Linked DNA regions of Sus scrofa: region 1 is linked to region 2. The links are chromatin contacts, called in public Hi-C maps. All regions are on one chromosome and are shown on one strand. The core of a region is the stretch at or near the end of the contact, and the rest is flanking DNA. Distances in the headings are between cores, read along the strand shown. Region 1 overlaps PTK7 (inactive tyrosine-protein kinase 7). Region 2 holds the start of PEX6 (peroxisomal biogenesis factor 6).

Region 1 (6,258 bases), core at 3,560-6,059, 140 kb after region 2:
TGTCTCTATGCCGCAGGACTCGCGGTTTGAGGTCTCCAAGAACGGTACCCTGCGCATCAACAGCGTGGAGGTGTATGACGGGACGTGGTACCGCTGTGTCAGCAGCACCCCTGCCGGCAGCATCGAGGCCCAGGCCCGAGTGCAAGTGCTGGGTGAGCCCGTGTTGCTGGGGAGGGCGCTCGGCCTGGCAGGCAGGAGAGGGAAGGCGCCGCAGGGCCCAGACCTGCGGGCCTGCCCCTCAGTTCCCCCCGCTTCCCTCCACTGACACAGAAAAGCTCAAGTTCACACCACCGCCCCGGCCGCAGCAGTGCATGGAGTTTGACAAGGAGGCCACGGTGCCCTGCTCAGCCACTGGCCGAGAGAAGCCCACTATTAAGTGGGTCCGGGCAGGTGGGTACCGTGTGGGTGTGGGGCAGAGGGCTGCAGGCTGTCCACTCACTGGTTAGATGAGCGTCTCTGTGCCCACCATCATGCCAGGCAGTGTGGGACAGACAAGAAACATACGGCGGATTTATAGTCCAGTTAGAAGAAAAAAGCCAGACACAAAGGAGGTCAGGTTACAGTGAATGCGACAATGTTTAAGTCAACTAAAGACAGCAAGTGATGGATTGGTCCAGACAGGGCTCTAAAGTCCTCCTTCCCCCTTTTCAAAATAGTCCGCCTTTCAAGCATGAAAGTCATCTTTTAGAAAAATTGGGAAGAAAATAATGCATAATCCCACCCTCAGTCCTCTCTGGGTGTGTACTTTACCTTACATACATCTTGTTCTTTTTACATAGCAATTTTATTGGACATACAATTTTTTACTTATTATATAAGTCATGCTTATTTTAGAAATAGAAGGTGCAGGTAACGGTATGTAATTTTATGTCTTTCTTTGGCTTAACATTATCAAGCATTTCTCCATGCTTTCCATACATAAACATTGTTTTTGATAATTGCAGTAATATCGCATGATTGGATTCACTTTCATTTATTTAAATGTTCCATAAATGTTGGACATTAGGGTAGTTAACCATTCTCCCTCCCTCTGTCTGTGGCTATCTTTCTTTCTCTCTTTTTATTGCTGCAACAAATATCTTTTAAGTTTTTTCTGGATTTGGGTTCGTTTCCCAAAATAAATAAATAAAGATTCCCAGAAATGGAATAATTATTTATAAGAGGGTATGCACATTTGTACAGTCCTTTACAGTCCTCAATGCGTGTGGCCAAGTTTGTTTGTTTGTTTGTTTGTTTGTTTTTGCTTTTTAGGGCCACACCTGCAGTGTATGGAGGTTCCCAGGCTAAGGGTCAAATTGGAGCTACAGCTGCGGGCCATAGCCACAGCCACAGCACGCCAGATCCCAGCTGCATCTGCAACCTACACCACAGCTCATGGCAATGCCAGATCCTTAACCCACTGAGTGAGGCCAGGGATCAAACTCACTACCTCATGGTTCCTAGTTGGATTAATTTCCACTGCACCTCAATGGGAACTCCCCAGATTATTTTTTAAAGGGCTTTTACATTCCCATTTACCTTGAGTTTAGAGAGTGGGGTTGTAGGTTCTGAGGAGCAAGCAGGCTCTTTCTGCTCAGGTGTCTGGGAAGCTTTCTATGGGAGGTGGGACTTGAGATGGGTCTGAAGCCTGGGATGGTGACAAAGAGCAGGAATGGGTTCTAGGTGTCAGGAGTGACAGGCACTGAGGGTGAAAACAAGGCCAGTCCTGGGCCCAATCAGAAGTCCAGTTTGGGAGTTACCGTCATGGCTCAGTGGGTTAAGAACCTGACTAGTATCCATGAAGATGCAGGTTTGATCCCTGGCCTCTTGCTCAGTGGGTTAAGAATTGGGCGTTGCCATGAGCTGTGGTGTAGGTGGCAGACACGGCTCAGATCTGGCGTTGCCGTGGCTGTGGCGTGGGCTGGCAGCTGCAGCTCCAATTCAACCTCCAGCCTGGGAACTTCCATATGTCGCAGGTGCAACCCTTAAAACAAACAAACAAACAAAACCAGTTTGGTGGAAGTGGTGTGTTATACGGGGCAGTAGAAGGCGATGAGGCTGAAAAATTAGGAGTGAGTCATGGGGACTCCCAAGGCCTGGTGCGGGAGTTTGGACCTTGTGTGTGGGTAGCTAGGAGCAGTGGCTTGCTTTTCAGCAGAGTTAAGTGATTGAAGGCCTTCCTGGCCACCCGTGGAACCCTGGTCCCTCCCATCACTTCCCTGTGTTGCCCCTACAGATGGGAGCAGCCTCCCAGAGTGGGTGACAGACAACGCCGGGACCTTGCACTTCTCCAGGGTGACCCGCGATGACGCCGGCAACTACACTTGCATCGCCTCCAATGGGCTGCAGGGCCAGATCCGTGCCCACGTCCAGCTCACTGTGGCAGGTGCGGCCATGTAGGGTGCTGGGGCCAGGGCTGGCGGGCCCCTTGGGGCAGCAGCCTGCAGCTTGCCAGCCCCATTGCTCACTGCCCTCTGCCCCTCGCGGGCTCTTTCCCATCCAGTGTTCATCACCTTCAAGGTGGAGCCAGAGCGCACGACCGTGTACCAGGGCCACACGGCCTTGCTTCGGTGCGAGGCCCAGGGGGACCCCAAGCCGCTCATTCAGTGGAAGGGCAAAGACCGCATCCTGGACCCCACCAAGCTGGGACCCAGGTAAGCTGTCTCCTTCCCACACTTATCCCATGTCTCCTGCAGCCCAGTCTCCTGGGAACTGCCCAAGCGAGCAATACTGGGGCTTCTCTCCTGGCAGGATGCACATCTTCCAGAACGGTTCCCTGGTGATCCATGATGTGGCCCCTGAGGACTCGGGCCGCTACACCTGCATCGCAGGCAACAGCTGCAACATCAAGCACACGGAGGCCCCCCTCTACGTCGTGGGTATGGACCCTGGAGGGGTAGTGGGGCCAGGCTTCTTTCTCATCCTTGTACTCCTCGGTCCCCTGTGCACAGAAGGCACTGAAACCATTTTGGCAGCAGGAACAGAGATTTGGCTGTGTCCCCTCCTTGCTTAGACTTGAGCTGCTACTTAAACGCTGCACATCAGGGATGTGTGTTCCTGTTGCAAGAAGGAGGTGCTCTTGTCCTAAAATGCCTCCTAGTCCCCTCACCCCGCCTCCAGGCAGGCGGGGAAGGATCAGGGCAGCGTCCACCAGCACAAGGTTCCTTTGTGCCAGAGCCCAGAGGGGATGGATGTCAGGTGGAAAGCCCTGGGTCAGGGACCCGGGGTTTGGGTCTGGCCTCTCCTGCCATCCAGTTCTAGGCCCTGGCAGGGATTCCTTCCCCTCCAGGAGCTTGTTTCTCTGTCTGTAAGGTGGCAGTGGTTTAAATGGGAGGTTCTGCTTATTTTATTTTATTTTATTTCATTTCATTTCATTTTTTTTTGCTTTCTAGGGCTGCACCCTCGGCATATGGAAGTTCCCAGGTTAGGGGCTGAATCAGAGCTACAGCTGCTGGCCTACACCACAGCCACAGCAACACAAGATCCGAGCCTCATCTGCGACCTACACTGCCACTCATGACAACGCTGGATCCTTAACCCAATGAGCAAGGCCAGGGATCGAACCCTCATCCTCGTGGATCCTAGTCAGGTTCATTCCTGCTGAGCCACGACAGGCACGCTTGGAGGTTCTACTTATAATGAGTACTGTGCAGCGACAGCCTCCTTGGTTGAAACCACTGAGTGTGTGTGACAGTTGGGGGGATGCTGCTCTGGCCTCCTCCTTGAGCCTTTCTCCCTCTTGGCACCTCTTTCTCCCTGGGACCTTTGACCCCTGAAAACCCCTAAACCAGAAGATCCCTTCTTAAAGAAACTGCTCTGTGCTGGGTGCTGGCTGGGATTCTAGACCAGAAGTTCCTTGGAGTTCCCTGGTAGCTCAAAAGGCTAAGGGTCTGGCGTTGTCACTGCTGTGGCTCGGGTTCAGTGCCTGGCCTGGGAACTTCTGCATGCTGTGGGCTCAGCAAACAAACAAACAAACAAACCAGAAATTCCCAGATGTAGCTCCTCCAGACTGACAGTATCAAGTCACTTAGAAACCTCATTAACAAACAGTGTGGGAGTTCCCATTGTGGCGCAGCAGAAATGAATCCAGCTAGTATCCATGAAGATGCGGATCTCGATCAGTGGGTCAGGGATCCGGCATTGCTATGAGCTGTGGTGTAGGTCTCAGATGAGGCTCGGATCTGGCGTTGCTATGGCTGTGGCGTAGGCCAGCAGCTGCACCTCCAATTGGACCCGTAGCCTGGAAATTTCCGTATGCCCTGGGTGTGGCCCTTAAAAAAAAAAAGGGGTGGGTTTGTGGTGGTGCGGACAGGTGTTTTCTCATGCGTGTTCTCAGTTGCATGCCTAGCCAGCTTGGGGATCACTGGCCTCACTCAACTCTTGCAGAGTTCCTTCCGGCCTCAGTGGGCCCGGAGGACCTGGCCCTGGTTGAAGCCAGTGATGGTGGTGACCCTCCGGGAGTGGTCAGGCCCTCAAGTGTCTGAGAGTTTGTCGTGGGGGTGGGGTGGGGTTGGGGCTCTGGAAGAGAAGTGGGGCTGGGTTTGCCTCAGCGGCCCCTGCTCACCCCTGTCTGTGTGTGTCTCAGACAAGCCAGTGCCTGAGGAGTCAGAGGGCCCAGGCAGCCCTCCCCCGTACAAGATGATCCAGACCATCGGGCTGTCGGTGGGCGCCGCTGTGGCCTACATCATTGCCGTGCTGGGCCTCATGTTCTACTGCAAGAAGCGCTGCAAGGCCAAGCGGCTTCAGAAGCAGCCCGAGGGCGAGGAGCCGGAGATGGAGTGCCTCAACGGTGAGGGGCCCTGGGAGGGAGGCCCGGTCTGCGCACGGGTGCTGAGCGCCCCCGCGTGGCCGCGGAGGAGAGCGCTGCGGCGCTGAGAGCTGGAGCCAGGGCAGAGCTGCAATCCCCCAACCGCCGCAGGAAACCTGATTCCCAGGGCCTGGGCTTCTGATCAACCTGGCTCAAGTCTCCCTCATTGGAGCCTCTTGGGCCAGGCTCCTGGTTTCCCTGTCTTCTCAGCACTAAACCACAGACGTAATTGAAGTATTATATGGTATTCATGCCGCTTTGCACATCTTGTACCTCCCCACATCCCCATTAGTCTTAGAGTTCCCCCAAGGGCCATCTATCTGCCTGTTCCCCCCCTGCTCCCCTCTCTCTCCTCCGACTGGAGCCCCCCGGGACATTGCTGGTCTCCCCCACCAGTTTAGGAGTTCAGGAGCAGAGCCTGGGTCTCCCTTGTTGTGGTTTTCCCTTTGTGCCTGTTTAGAGCTTTGCACATGGGAGATCCTAGGAAAACAAAATCCACATGGTGTCCAGAGACCAGTACTCAGATGAGACTTGTGCGAAGGTTGTCATCCTAAGGGATGCCTGTCTCCGCATCAGTTCGTCGGTTAGACTGTGTGTCGGTTTTGCGTGAACACCAGAATCGGACCCCTTTGGTGGAAGCACTGGACTATGGGAAAGAGCTGCGGTCCCCGTGGTGGCCAGTGTCAGGTCTCATCCTGACTCCCCCCTGCCCCTTTTTCCCAGGCGGACCTTTGCAGAATGGACAGCCCTCAGCAGAGATCCAAGAAGAAGTAGCCTTGACCAGCTTGGGCTCCGGCTCTGCAGCTGCCAACAAACGCCATAGCACAAGTGACAAGATGCACTTCCCTCGGGCCAGCCTGCAGCCCATCACCACACTGGGTATGTGGCCTTGGCCACCGTCACCCCAAGCTCCGGTTGTTTTTTTGTTGTTGTTGTTTTCTTTTTCGTTTCAGGACTTTACTGGCAGCATGTGGAAGTTCCCAGGATAGGGATTGAATTGGAGCTACAGCTGCCAGCCTACCACAGCCACAGCAATGGGGGATCCTTAATCCACGGAGTGAGGCCAAGGATCGAACCTGCATCCTCACAGACACTCTGTTGGGTTCTTAACCCACTGAGCCATAACGGCCACTCCTGGTTCTGTCTTGAGGCTACATTAGCCCTGGCGGCTCTGGAGTCCTTTGAAGCCTCGAGCCTTAGAACAGGAGGGGAGCATCTCGGAGGCCTGGTCTGGCGTGTCCCCATGCCCACATACCACCTCCACAGATTTTGTCATCCCCATGTATTGTTTAGATTGACTCCCCCTCACCTCAGAAAAGAAATTTAATTAAAGTTTTCTTTAGATTGACTCCCCCTCACTTTGGAAAAGAAATTTAACTAAAGTTAGCTTTGTTCTAGGAAAAACTGTGAGACGTCACAAATGTGTGCTAGTTACATTTCTCTAAGCATAGGTTAAAACATGGAACCGAGGA
Region 2 (5,461 bases), core at 1,661-4,160:
TCCTCCTGAAAGGGGGAAGCAGCTAACCTGGGTGTCTGAAAATGCCGGTAAAGAACATGGTCGTAATTTGTATTAGTGCTGTAGTGAGGAGAGGACACGATTTCGATGTGTAATTCTTTGGCAAACGGAGGCCCGGGCAGCACTGAGCAGCTTCCTTTGTTTTCAGGGGTGCTAGAACCCTCCAGGTACCTCTGTTAGAGAAATAACCACCACTTTATAACCTCCTTCCAAGTAGTCAAGCTCTGCCCAGCCTCTTAGCAACAGTATTTTACTTTCATCCTTTATACTTCCCGTAACCACAGGGCTTGTGGGAGAGGGGACCTACAGCAGAAGAGCCGAACACCTTTATCTTCTTTAGAAAACAGAAACCTCACCTTCTAATGAGCACCAGGAAGATTTCTGACTCCAGCTCCAAAACGTTCACCAGCAAAGATAACCAATCTGCGATGCCTTTATGCTGGCCCAGGGCCAGTGAAATGGTAAAGACTTTTAATTCCCACAAGTCCTTTGAGTGACATCAGGCAGCCACTGGGAATATTAATTGGACATGAGTGGGGACACTCTGAATCCAAGCTGTACTTAGCAGATCTGATCTGACTGAAGCTGAAAGGGTTGGGGCAGCTGAATGAGCGCCAGTGTGAGGTGCTCCAGTAGTCTTCCTCCATTCTGAGGGAAACCCGCACCTGCACTCACGCACACCTTCTATCTCTTCTTGACATTCCGTAGCACTAACTGCCTGGTCCGGCACTTCCGAACATAACTTTCTACAGTGATAGAAATGTTCTATAGTTACATGTGGTTATGGAGCACTTGATATGTGACTAAAATAACTGAAGAACTGAATTGGGGGGGGGCATGCTGATAGCATGTGGAAGTTCCTGGGCCAGGGATTGAACCCGTGCTGCAGCAGTGACCCAAGCCACTGCAGTGACAATGCCAGATCCTTAACCCACTGTGCCACAAGAGAACTCCAGAACTGAATTTTTAACTTTATTTAGTTTCAACCGATTTAAAGAACCACCAAGTGGCTAGTGGCTTCCCTACTGGACTGTGCAGGACTAAACCATAATCTAGGTGCTTAATGACACATCAGACAGTTCCTACTGTGGTGTGGTGGATTAAGAATCCAACTGCAGTGGCTCAGGTCGCTGCAGAGGCATGAGTTCAGGGATCTGGTGTTGCTACAGCTGCAGCTCAGATTCAGTCCCTGGCCTTCGAAATTCAATATGCCTAAAAAGACACACACACACCCCCAAAAAACAAAAAACCATTAGATTATATTTGTCCCCCTCAACACAACCATCTTCTTAAAAGTAAGCTCCTTAAAGGCAGAAAGCAAAAACTTCTCTTGGATATATTTCATAAAATATTAAAGTGAAATACTAAGCACTAAAGATAATAAAGGGCCCTTTCCTTCAAGGAATTTACAATATAAAATTGAGGACTAGACAGATTACATGATTATAAGAAGACAATAAAATAAATGCTCCCTGAAAGGTACAAAATGAAGAGGTAATGTTAAATTTGTTGTGGTGAGAGTATACGAGGCTTTGAGAAGGAGGTGGCATCTTTAGATGGGCCTTGAAGGAAAGGAAGGTAGGCTCTTAACAGAGGAGGCCAGAAGGCCAGGAAGGAACTTGAAGTCAAGGATAAGCACTGAGGTAGCATCCTCCACACTGCCCAGCACAATACTGGACACGCAGCAGCAAATGGACAAAAAAACTGATTCGATCTGTAATTTGACTGTGACTCTCACCTTTCACAGGAATAGTGAAGGCTCTTCCCATACACCACCAACATAATTGTAGAGAATGGATACATAAGCCTAGGAGGCATTAAGCAGAAAGTCCAAGATCTAGGGAGTAAGGAACCCAAATTCTATAGCTCTGGTCTTCCAGTTCAGCTAAAGACAAAGAAGGGGGGGATAAAGAAGAGAACGCATTCCTGACTTCAGTCCTGTATCCTACCTGAATTTTGAGCTCTCCCACTTCCAGGGGATCACAGCCGAGATTAAAAGCCAGAGTGGCAGGCACAAGGGCCAGTCCGTCAGCGAGGGGCTCTCCCAGCTGCCCAGAAACAGGTCCCAGTCTTTCAGAGAGGTCCCATCGAGGCTCTAGGACCTGCACCGTGGCCAGGTGTGGCTGGGAAGTGATCGATGACTCTCCGACCCGGGTCACCCATACCCATTCGCCTTGGAAAAGGCCGAGGCTACGGAGACAACTCCTGCTCACCCCCAGCGAGTTCCCAGTCCCTCCCAGAACTCCCCGGAGTCGCCGGACCGTGCCAGAAGCCGCGAAGGAGGACACCAAGGGTGGCGGTGGGGGCCGGCTGCTGTCCTCAGTCTCTGGACCCAGTTTGGCCCGCCCACGGAGCTCAGTCACAGCTAGCCGCGTTCCTGGGCCCAGCAGCCCTTGCAACGCCGGCCGCGTCTCCAGCACCCGCGGTCCCGGCACTGGCAGAGCCTCTCCGCGCCTCACCAGCAACGGCCCGACTCTCGGTCCGAGCCCAGTCCCTGACGAGGTGCCAAGCAGCGCCCAGCCCAGCGCTGGGGGCCGCCGCACCGGCCGCGCCCGCACCCAGGCCCCGGAGCCCAGGGCCAGGAGCTGCAGCAGAGCGCGGCTAACTAGCAGCTGCGGGGGGCCCGGCCCCTGCTCTTCGGTGCCTGTGCCTGGCCCCTCCAGGGCCGCCACGAGCAGCGCGGGCCCTGCCGGGCTCTCCCCTGCAGGCCGCAGCGCCAGCACCAGACCCAGCCCCGCCGCAGGCCAGGGGCCCTCGGGTGGCAGCAGCACCGCCAACGGGGGTGCCTCGGTCGGGAAGGGCTCCAGCACCCGCAGGACTGCCAGTGCCATGGTGACAAGAGACCAAAGAGCTCCACGGCGGAGCGCAGCTTCCGTAACCGGGAAGCCGGACGCCGGGGCAGCTCACACGCCGCTTCCGCTTCCGTCAGGGGAGGCGCGAGGGAAGTGGGCGAGGCGTAGGGCGCTAGAGCTGCTCAGAGAGGGTGGTGCCTTGGGCTGGTCTGGCTGATGTCTTGATGGCAGTAGCACAGTAATTGTGGTCGGGTAGTCTACGCACGCACCCTTTGAGGTGTGTTTACAGGGATTTACCTTCCACGCCTGCTTGGGGAGTAACGTCCTGTCAATTACCCTGCCGCAGAGCATGTACTTAGCAGTTTATTGATTGATCAATGAAAGGTCAGCATGCCCTGGACTAAACTCCTGCCCGCGTCTGGGAGCTGTAGGTAGAGTGTTTAGGCAGGAGTTCACTCTGTGGCACTGTTGGCACTGAGGTTTGGGGGTTGTGGGGAAGGTTGCAGGAGGGAGCAGTCAGATTATAAAACTGTCTTGGATGTGCTCATGGATATGGAGTGGCTGCTGGCTGAATTACTGCATATGATTCATGTAGCCCTGGAGTGCTTGGTGCTGCCACACCTGTTCCAACACATCCTACACAAAACCCACGTTCCAGTGTTTCTTGTCCTGTTTGTTCTATTCCCATCAAACCTGAGGCAAAGACAAAGGAGCTTTACTTTTTCATCTTTCCAAAACCAGTTGCTCGCCCCCCCCACCAATCCTACCTGACTAGAGATCCATTAGAGACGGGTGGGCAGCAGAGGAGGCAGAAGAGAGGGGTTCAAGGCTTCAGTCATGAGTACTAACCCAACATCTGTGCTGTTACTTAGAATCCATCCTTGGCTCCACCTCCACTGCTCCGTATAAGTGTCCTGTGCACTTGGACACTGACTGGCCATACTTCCAGTTAGTAACAACATACTTGCATTTAGAATGATTGGGTTGGTTGGTGGCAATGTACTTTCTGGACCTTGCATTTTGCATTCTCTACCAGCTACTACCCAACTTTCTCCTTTCCTGCATTTTTTTTTTCTTTTCTTTTTAGGGCCACACACATAGCAGCATATGGAAGTTCTAAGGCTAGGGGTCAAATCGGAGCTCTAGCTGCTGACCTATGCCACAGCAACGTGGGATCTGAGCCACATCTGTGGCCTATACCACAGCTCATGGCAATGCCGGATCCCTGACCCACTGAGCGAGGCCAGAGATCAAACCTGCATCCTCATGGATACTAATTGGATTAGTTTCTGCTGCACCATAATGGGAACTCCTCCTTTCCTACATCTTTTTAAAATTTTTTTGTCTTTTTAGGGCCATACCCGCAGCACATGGAGATTCTCAGGCTAGGGGTCGAATCGGAGCTGTGGCCACCAGCCTACACCATGGCCTCAGCAACACCAGATCCAAGCCTTGTCTGCAACCTACACCACAGTTCACGGCAACACCAGATCCTTAACTCCCTGAGCAAGGCCAGGGATTGAACCCTCATCCTCAAGGATACTAGTCAGATTTGTTACCGCTGAGCCACAACAGGAACTCCATTCTTTCTTACATCTTGAAGCAGTCTTCTACCTTGTACATTCTGCATTGCTGAGAATTTTCTGAAAACCTGAAAGGGTGACTATTAGGTTTACATGTTATAAGATATTTTTATCCCTAGAGAGATAAGAAAATACTTTTTTAAGTGTTTGATTATAGTTCCTGGAGGTTACCTCTAGTCCTAAACCTGAAAATGCCTAGTTCCACATCTTCAAAACAGCATGCAAGAATGTACTAGGTATCTGAATTCACAAGGATAAAAGTTTCCATTTGGTAGTTCCTGCCACTTAGAGGGACCAAGGACTGGGAGGATTGGGGTGGGGGGAGTCCAAAGAGGATATGCCTGCTTTACATGGCAGCAGGAAAGCTCCAGGCCTTGGGGCTGTGGTGCTCCTTGAGACCTTAGGAGTGGGTAAATACATCTGGTGTCCTGCCTGGGTCAGCACCCATACAGACACAAATATCCACCCAAAAATAAACATCCTTTCCTCCCAAGCTTTTCCCCTAGCAAATAATGGTTAGCATGCCATCCACTCTTTATTACCTTGCAATTGTCATTAGTCACTGAAAGCCAAATATTACTCCCATACAGAAGATAGTCAGAAGCCTAGATGTGTTGTTTTTACTTCCATCTCCTGTTCAGTCTTCAACCCCCTATAACCTTCTGCTCTTCTGAAATTTTCCTGCGGAGATCGCCTATAACCTTTTAATGGCGGGTTGATGCCATTTGATCTTGATCTTACTCAAACTTTCTTTGGAATCTGACACTATTGACCAAGCCTCTTACACTTCCTTTGCTATTATGACACCAGTTTTCCTCCTACATCTCTGATGGCTTCCAGAAGTCATCCTCAATGCCTCCCTTTCCCATACGGTCCTCCCCACAATCCAATGAATCACTAAATCCTGTTGATACTACACATTTCCCAATTCTGTTCTTCCTTCTCCAAGCCAATGGCCACCACCTTATAACACTGTTCTCCTGAGCAAGGACCACAGGCTTGAACTTTCTCCAGTTTCTTCACTTAGCCAATCTGCTACTGGAGCTGACTTTCTAAAACATATTCCTC

What was found. A called contact is a pair of places that touch in the nucleus more often than the background predicts.
Region 1: a contact with region 2 is called in a Hi-C map of omental adipose tissue, with 2.5 times the contacts expected there. The contact joins the enhancer-like site here to the promoter of PEX6 in region 2. A contact is called at or near these places in 3 of 5 promoter capture datasets (fetal liver, fetal skeletal muscle and liver), 17 of 47 Hi-C or Micro-C datasets (alveolar macrophages, blood, brain and 10 more) and 2 of 2 datasets of contacts at active chromatin or transcription factors (alveolar macrophages and skeletal muscle).

Annotation. Positions count from the first base shown.
Region 1 is chr7:38,185,877-38,192,134 of Sscrofa11.1, forward strand. PTK7 (inactive tyrosine-protein kinase 7) reads left to right here. Exons shown (of 20, transcript XM_005666019.3): 9 at 17-152; 10 at 271-390; 11 at 2,216-2,365; 12 at 2,483-2,633; 13 at 2,731-2,858; 14 at 4,565-4,768; 15 at 5,510-5,665. Among named protein-coding and RNA genes, the nearest start is that of SRF, 24 kb to the right of the region's middle. Within about 2 kb of position 4,810, at least 12 of the 83 cell types and tissues checked have an H3K27ac peak or open chromatin away from gene starts, as enhancers often do. A contact at or near this core is called in omental adipose tissue, where this site is marked.
Region 2 is chr7:38,049,446-38,054,906 of Sscrofa11.1, forward strand. PEX6 (peroxisomal biogenesis factor 6) reads right to left here and starts at 2,911. Exons shown (of 17, transcript NM_001110426.1): 1 at 1,968-2,911; 2 at 375-505. The coding sequence starts at 2,849.